2 separate regions of the Mus musculus genome follow, and region 1 is linked to region 2. The links are chromatin contacts, called in public HiChIP or PLAC-seq maps. All regions are on one chromosome and are shown on one strand. The core of a region is the stretch at or near the end of the contact, and the rest is flanking DNA. Distances in the headings are between cores, read along the strand shown.

Region 1 (3,686 bases), core at 615-3,114, 140 kb before region 2:
TGACAGTTTCTTTCATTCCTCTGACTCACTAGGTCACACCATCGTCCTCCCAGCTCATGGCCCTGTGTGGTGTGTGTTTGTGTATGTGTGTTCGTATATGTGTATGTATATATATGTGTTTGTGTGTATGTTTGTATGTGTGTGTACTTGTGTGTTTGTGTGTGTGTGTGTGTCTCTCTCTCTTTCTGTCTCTGTGACAAAGTGCCTGTTTGGGTGTGTATGTTTGCCCAGGTGCTGGCCTGTTCTTCTCTCTCTTGAAATCTCACTTTACAAGGATGTGTTACTGCCTCTGGGCACCTGTACTAGTGGCCCTTGTTTCCATATTCTATTCTGTTATTTCATTAAAGCACACAAGATGAAAAGGAATTTATTTCAGAGCACAGCCTGTACTGTTGGAAAGGGTTAAATCTCGGTTCACAGTCGGTGAGCTTTAGACTGAAAGTTTGACCTGGACACACGTGTGTTTCCCTTGGCTTTCGTTGGCTCTACTCAGCTTAGCAACAGTCATGGACAATTGATCATGAATCTTGGGTTGTTACTGCCCCACCCGGCAACCAGAAGAAAGCAATCTCTGAAGAGACGCCCTTTGATATGCCAGGGAACTGCAGTCCTGTCAATATCAGGTGCCCTTAGATACATTAATGAACTCTAGCCCCATGTCAACATCAGAGGAGACTGTGTGAGTACCCAAGGCTTCGTGGGTCAGCAGGAGTCACTGGGAGCCTTAGTCACACAGGCAAAGATCTTTAATTATTTTTATTTTAAATTGTGTGTGTGTGTGTGTGTGAATGTGTGCAGGTGCCTACCTATATAGGCCAGAAGTGTCAGATCACCCTGGAGTTGGAATTACCGGTGGCTGTGAGCCATCCCACGTGGCAGCTGGGAATCACACTCAGGTCCTCTGCAAGACCAGTGTGCACTCCTCCACTGAGGTCTCTCTACCCCATCTCTAACATTTTAAACATGAAGCAAACAAGGCATATGAAAGACCACTAAGAACCACATAAAATTCCACAGATGCACATAAGCCAGCCCTTACAATGATGAATCTTTAGTCATTTTGCCTCTGGATTTTTGCCAGTATGAGTTTAAGCCTTCCCAATTCATTTAACCCCTCCTTTCCTAAAGAAAACCACCGCCCTACACTCGGTGTGTATGCATAAATGTTTTACACACATGAGTCCTGTATAGTGTTATTCTAAACTTTTATAAGTGATACAAATTATTCTGCAAACCACTTTTTAAGATTGAAATTCCATTAAAAATTAAATGAGCTCAGAAGTTTTTAATTAAGCTAATTCATTTATTTTATGTATTTGATTATTTACTTTTAATGCAAGGCCTTTCTTCTGTAGCCCTGGGTGACCTCAGACTTGCTTTGTAGCTCAGGCTGACCTAAAAAATTCCTAACAAGCCTTCTGCCTCAGCCGCCTGGGTGGGATGCTCCGATTCCCTGTTCACTGAAGTTCTTTAGTGAAACAGAATATCCCCTTCTCCACCTATAATAAGATGGGACATTTTGTCTCTGACCCTGTTCCTGCCAGAGAGATGAAACCGTAAGAATTTGGGAATGTTAGGAGTAGGTGTCTCTTGTTCTTAATGAGGCCACTCCTGCGCAGGCGCCTAGAGGCTCAGCATGGGGGATCGATCGTTGTCAGAAAGCCCAGGCCTTAATCAGAAACTTGAAACATTCACTGCCATCTCCAGTGTCTCAGGAGAAGGCAAGGGTTGGAGACTTGAGTTACTCTCCATAATAGCCAGGACCATTCCCCGCACGGTGAAACCTCCGCAGCAATCCACGAAGACGCGCTGTTGAGGTGGCTCAGGGATCACGTGATTTTGGTTCCTAGACCCCACCTTGGAAGGAGCTCGCAAAGTTGCCTGCTGACCTCTGTTGGTCGGCGTTCTGCCCACCTCAGGGCACAGCCGACAGGGAGGCGAAACTCAGGGAGTTTGCTGCCCTCATCCTGCGGCATTGCTGGGCCAGCGCTGGGCTTCAGAGAAGCACGGAGACACTGCTCTGGGAAACTGCTTACTGTTCCACCCAACAGACACGCCGGACAAACAGACTTCTACTCCATGCATTCATATACCACACTTACATCACACACACACTAGCAATAATCATCAACTAGTTCATATAACACACTTACACACATGACACACACACGGAATAATCACCAACTAGATTTAAACCTTAGTCCTCAAAGATCGGGCACAAGACAGCTCCCGCTAAGGCAGAAGGATCACGTTTGCGGTTACCTGGGCAACTTAACGCGCTTATTTTAATAAGCAAATACATAAATAGGTCTGTGTGTAGCTGCGTGGTGGAGTGCTGGCCTAGGGTATGATAGGCTCTAAATTAATCTCCAAAGCCATTAAAATTCCGAAAAGATCTCTCAGGAGGCTTCTCAGAGACAGCAGACCTCAGCATCACAGGACACAGGAGCTTGAAGACTTGAAGTTGGGACTCCTTCAGGCTTACTATTTCCCCCCTGGCTGTTCACTTATCACCTTTATTGTTGTTGTTTTGGTTTGGTTTTTGGTTTTTCGAGACAGGGTTTCTCTGTGTAGCCCTGGCTGTCCTGGAACTCACTCTGTAGACCAGGCTGGCCTCGAACTCAGAAATCCACCTGCCTCTGCCTCCCAAGTGCTGGAACTAAAGGTGTGTGCTACCACTGCCCGGCTCACTTATTGCCCTTTAAATTTTCCTTTCTCTTTATTCAGAGAGAGAGAATCTCATGGAGGCCAGGCTGATCCCAGACTCACTGTATAGCAGAAGGTGACCTTGAGTCCAAGATCCTTCTGCCTCTAACAGAAAAGTGGAGACTGCACACGCTCACTATCACAGTCTCCACTGTCACCTTCATCAGAAGAAAAGAGACAGTGTTGTGCGAACTACTACCTACCTAGGTGGAAAACACATAGAATATTCCAGAAATATTTAAGACTCATGAATTTAAACATAAGACCAAAAGAACCTAGGTCCATTAGGAAATTAGACACTTCTCCCATAACCCAGGCTGGCAGGAACTGTGGGGATCCCCTGCCTCAGTTTCCCATCTGCTGGGATTACATTTGCGAGCAACCACACTGGGCTGAGTAGATTTCTTACTTCCTTAAATAATTCAGTGTAGCAATGGGTCTAATAATCCCTTTGAAGAAGGATTTGACCATAAATGATATATTTTTTTAAATTATAATATTCTCTGGGTGGAAAATTCATGGTCACTACTAATGCTATGTCAGAGCTCAGGCCATGTGTGAGGCATGTGAGGAGATTTCTGAGAGTCTGTGAGAAAGCTCCAAGTAAGCAAGACAAGGGTCTTGACCCCTCTGCTCCTCCGGAGCACAGATTTGTACTGACACAGCACTTTCTTACCCTCCAGGGTGTAGGAAGTACAGGTTTGACTTCAGACTGCCCCAAGTCTTTCCCATTATCATTCAGAATGGCATTTCCAAGAGCTTGTCTTTGTGACTGTACAGCCTCAACTCACGTGACCTTGCCCTTGTGACTGTATACAACTTCAATTGAGTGAACTTTGCTCACGACTCTGCCTAACTCCTGAATTAATTACCCTCAGAAAGGCAGTTATCAGAGACTTTCATCCACCTCATTTTTAGGCTCTGTTCTCCCAGGCTCATGCCACCAGCTAGAGCAGTAACCATGCTATGCTTTGCTTTGT
Region 2 (3,350 bases), core at 848-3,347:
TTTTTAAATGCATGCATATACACATGTGCATATACACACATACATATATACATATACACATACGCATATACATATACATACATGTATTTTCTGTCTTCCTTTAGGACAGTTTTTTTTTTCTGAATTTATATCTCCCCTATGTAGAGTAAGTTATAACTCCTCTTAAAAGAGTGCTCATGGTTGCTCTCGACTTTTCAGTATATACTTTTATTGTGATCCACCTTCATATAGATTACAAGATACATCAGGTGAACGAGAGTAGTTATGTAGTGTGAGGAGCGGGTGTGGCAGCAGCCCCAAGATGGCGCCCGGAACTGCAGCCAAGTCTCATGACTTGCACCTGACTTCCTCATACACCTGAAAATAAGCCACAGGTGCACCATGATGCTGGCGGTATAAACAAGTCCATATTTGGTGGAGACGTGCCCCTGCCGCCCTGATTGGCTGAAGCTGCATGCCTGGTGAGGTGACGTGGCCTGCTGTGAGTGGCTGGGGGCTGAGAGTATATATGAGAGAGAGACCCGGGGTTCGAGAGAGAAAAAGATGAAGCGAGAGAGATAACGATTGAAGCTTGCTGAATAAACTGCTGTTAGAAGACCTGGTGGTCGTGTCGTTCTTGCTGGTCGAGAGCAGATGTGACAATGTAGTGATGTCAGTAAGCCTTGCTGTCCCCTTGTTCCTCCTCCGGCCGTTCTCATTGCCCTTGATTCTAATTCCATGAATTCAGTCCTCGGCATGCTTATTGCTACTCTCTCTAGCTTTTAACAAGTTCATAGAGCTATAACTTCCCCTGCAAGTTCCTTTTTAAAATTCCCACAAGTTTTACATAGTGCTTTTATTTGTTTTAATTCTGAATATTTATAATGACCCTTTCAATTTCTGTGTTTGTGAATTATTTAGAAATATGTTTCTAGTCTTCTAGGGGACATTTCTTCACACACTTTATCTTCTTCTAATTAAGTTGCATTAAAAATAGAATATTTTGGTCTAAATGGCAAATTTTTTGGAAATTGTTGATAGTTTCCTGGTTGCTTGTTCAGTTTGTATAACTATCTCAGGTATACGTGAGAAGAAAATGAATTGTCTGTTTGCTGTATGTACCATTCTGTCTCCCCCTCCTCCCACATATCTTTAAAATCCAGACTGTTAGTTAGATCATTGAATGTGGTTAGTATTGACAGTCAACTTGACAGGATCTAGAGTCACTGAAGGGACAATCTCTGCACGTGCCTGTGAGGAATTTCCAGATTCAGTTCATTGAAGTGGTTATCCTTGCTACCTTCCCTGTTCTGTAAGAAAACACCAGCTCAAAGGTGAGAGCGTTTATACTCTGGCTCATGGCCTGAGGATATAATAATGGCAGAGGAATCCTGGCGTCACACGTGTGAGGGAGGAAGACGTGTTACATCTGCAGTCAGGGATGCGATGCTCTCAGCTGACTTGGTTCTTTTCTTCGTTCAGGCCAGATCCTGGCCGAAGGTAGACATGGCCCACCTTTAAGCCACACCCCCAGCCCATGGTGCAAAGCTGTGCACGTTTAGCCACACCCCCAGCCCATGGTGTGAAGCTGCCCATGTTTAGCCACACCCCCAGCCCATGGTGTGAAGCTGCCCACCTTTAAGCCACACCCCCAGCCCATGGTGCAAAGCTGCCCACGTTTAGCCACACCCCCAGCCCATGGTGTGAAGCTGCCCACCTTTAAGCCACACCCCCAGCCCATGGTGCAAAGCTGCCCACGTTTAGCCACACCCCCAGCCCATGGTGTGAAGCTGCCCACGTTTAGCCACACCTCCAGCCCATGGTGTGACACTGTTTAAGAACCACCTTCCAATACCTTTCCTTGCCTCTCATTTTTTCTAAGAACTGAAGATCGAGGGCCCTGACCTGCTTAGGTTTTGTTTGAAGGGAGTGGGGTGGCTGGCTTGACCTGGAAGGACCACTGTTCTCTGTGTCAGCCGTGAGCCTGTTTGTCTGTGTGCTCCCTGGAGCAGCACTTCTCAATTCTTCCAGGAATCTCTTGGCATTCAGAGCTCCGCTCACTGCAGAGCGAATGAGGCTAGCTTTTAGCCCATCTCAATTGCTAACGTTCCTTCTTCCATGAAGCTAGTCGTCTCCGGCTCCCCACACCCTTTTCTTTTACATAACACTCAACGACCACTGTCTTCCTCCATTTCTTTCCATCTTACTGTTTGAGACAGGCTCTCTAACTGAACCTGGGAGCTCACTGATTTGACCAGACTAGCTGGACAATAAACATAAGGATCCTCCTGTCTCCACCTCTGCAGTGCCAGCTTGCACCCCTCGCCAAGGAGCCATTTGCACTTGGCAATTCCTGGGAAAGGGGGAATCAGTTTACTTCAATGGTGTGACACTGGGTTTGTCAGTCACACTCCAGGGCAGACCTCAGGCTCGAGGGTCGTTGGCAACACAAAACTGACTCCATAGTTTTAGTTAGTCTCTCTCTCTCTCTCTCTCTCTCTCTCTCTCTCTCTCTCCCTGCCTCCCTCCCTGCCTCCCTCCCTCCCTCTCTCCCTGCCTCCCTCCCTGCCTCCCTCCCTCCCTCCCTCCTTCCCTCCCTGCCTCCCTCCCTGCCTCCCTCCCTCCCTCCCTTCCTCCTTCCCTCCTTCCTTCCCTCCTTCTTTCCTTCCTTCCGTTAGTTTGTTTTTCTCGATGGTCTCACGTAGCCTAGGCTGGCTGACCTTGAACTACCTAGCTTCCTGCCTCCCCCTCTAAGCACTAAGCTTACAGGTGGATGACACTAACTCTGCTTCCTTTATTTCACTGCGAGACAGTCTCAGCAGGCTGCTCTGGTTGGTCTGGAACTTGCCTTATCGTCCAGGTTGGCTTTGAACTCACAGAGCTCTGCCTGCCTCTGCCTCCTGAGTCCTGGGATTAAAGCATGCACAATCACAAGCTAGTTCTACCTGCTTTCTATGGTGATGAGGATGGAAGCAGGGCTTTGTGCCTCCTGGACAAGCACTATATATTCCAAGCAAGCTTCATCCCTCCCCCCCCCCCCATTTACTTGTGATGTTTTAGTTTCCCAAAGTGCTTAAGCTCGGAATCTCTCTGACCTCCCAGTAAGCAAGGATTTAATGTCATCACCTGCGACTCATGATTCTAACATTCATATATAAGCTGTGATTGCTTTTCCTTTATAAATACATACTTGATAACCACTCTTATCTTTTCTGATGCACTCTTCTGATGCCTGCTTAGTATTACTTCTTAAGCTACCATTCCGTTCCCTTGGTGTCATTTTTATCTTGTATCTCATGTACGTTTATGAGAAGTTTGTAACTAAATAGGACTATGTACACCTAAAGATTGTGTTGAAAGTCTTTATTCCA

What was found. HiChIP or PLAC-seq counts read pairs in DNA pulled down with a chosen protein or histone mark.
Region 1: an H3K27ac HiChIP or PLAC-seq map of embryonic stem cells shows a contact between it and region 2, with 6 read pairs. The contact joins two enhancer-like sites. A contact is called at or near these places in 1 of 15 datasets of contacts at CTCF or cohesin (the NIH/3T3 cell line), 2 of 115 datasets of contacts at active chromatin or transcription factors (both in embryonic stem cells) and 2 of 9 other capture datasets (adipose tissue and liver).

Annotation. Positions count from the first base shown.
Region 1 is chr6:143,142,144-143,145,829 of GRCm38.p6, reverse strand. The region is part of intron 5 of Gm31108 (predicted gene, 31108); the gene reads left to right. Among named protein-coding and RNA genes, the nearest start is that of Gm38921, 3.0 kb to the left of the region's middle. Within about 2 kb of position 1,864, at least 35 of the 459 cell types and tissues checked have an H3K27ac peak or open chromatin away from gene starts, as enhancers often do. A contact at or near this core is called in embryonic stem cells, where this site is marked.
Region 2 is chr6:143,003,573-143,006,922 of GRCm38.p6, reverse strand. No RefSeq gene overlaps it. Among named protein-coding and RNA genes, the nearest start is that of St8sia1, 41 kb to the right of the region's middle. Within about 2 kb of position 2,097, at least 5 of the 459 cell types and tissues checked have an H3K27ac peak or open chromatin away from gene starts, as enhancers often do. A contact at or near this core is called in embryonic stem cells, where this site is marked.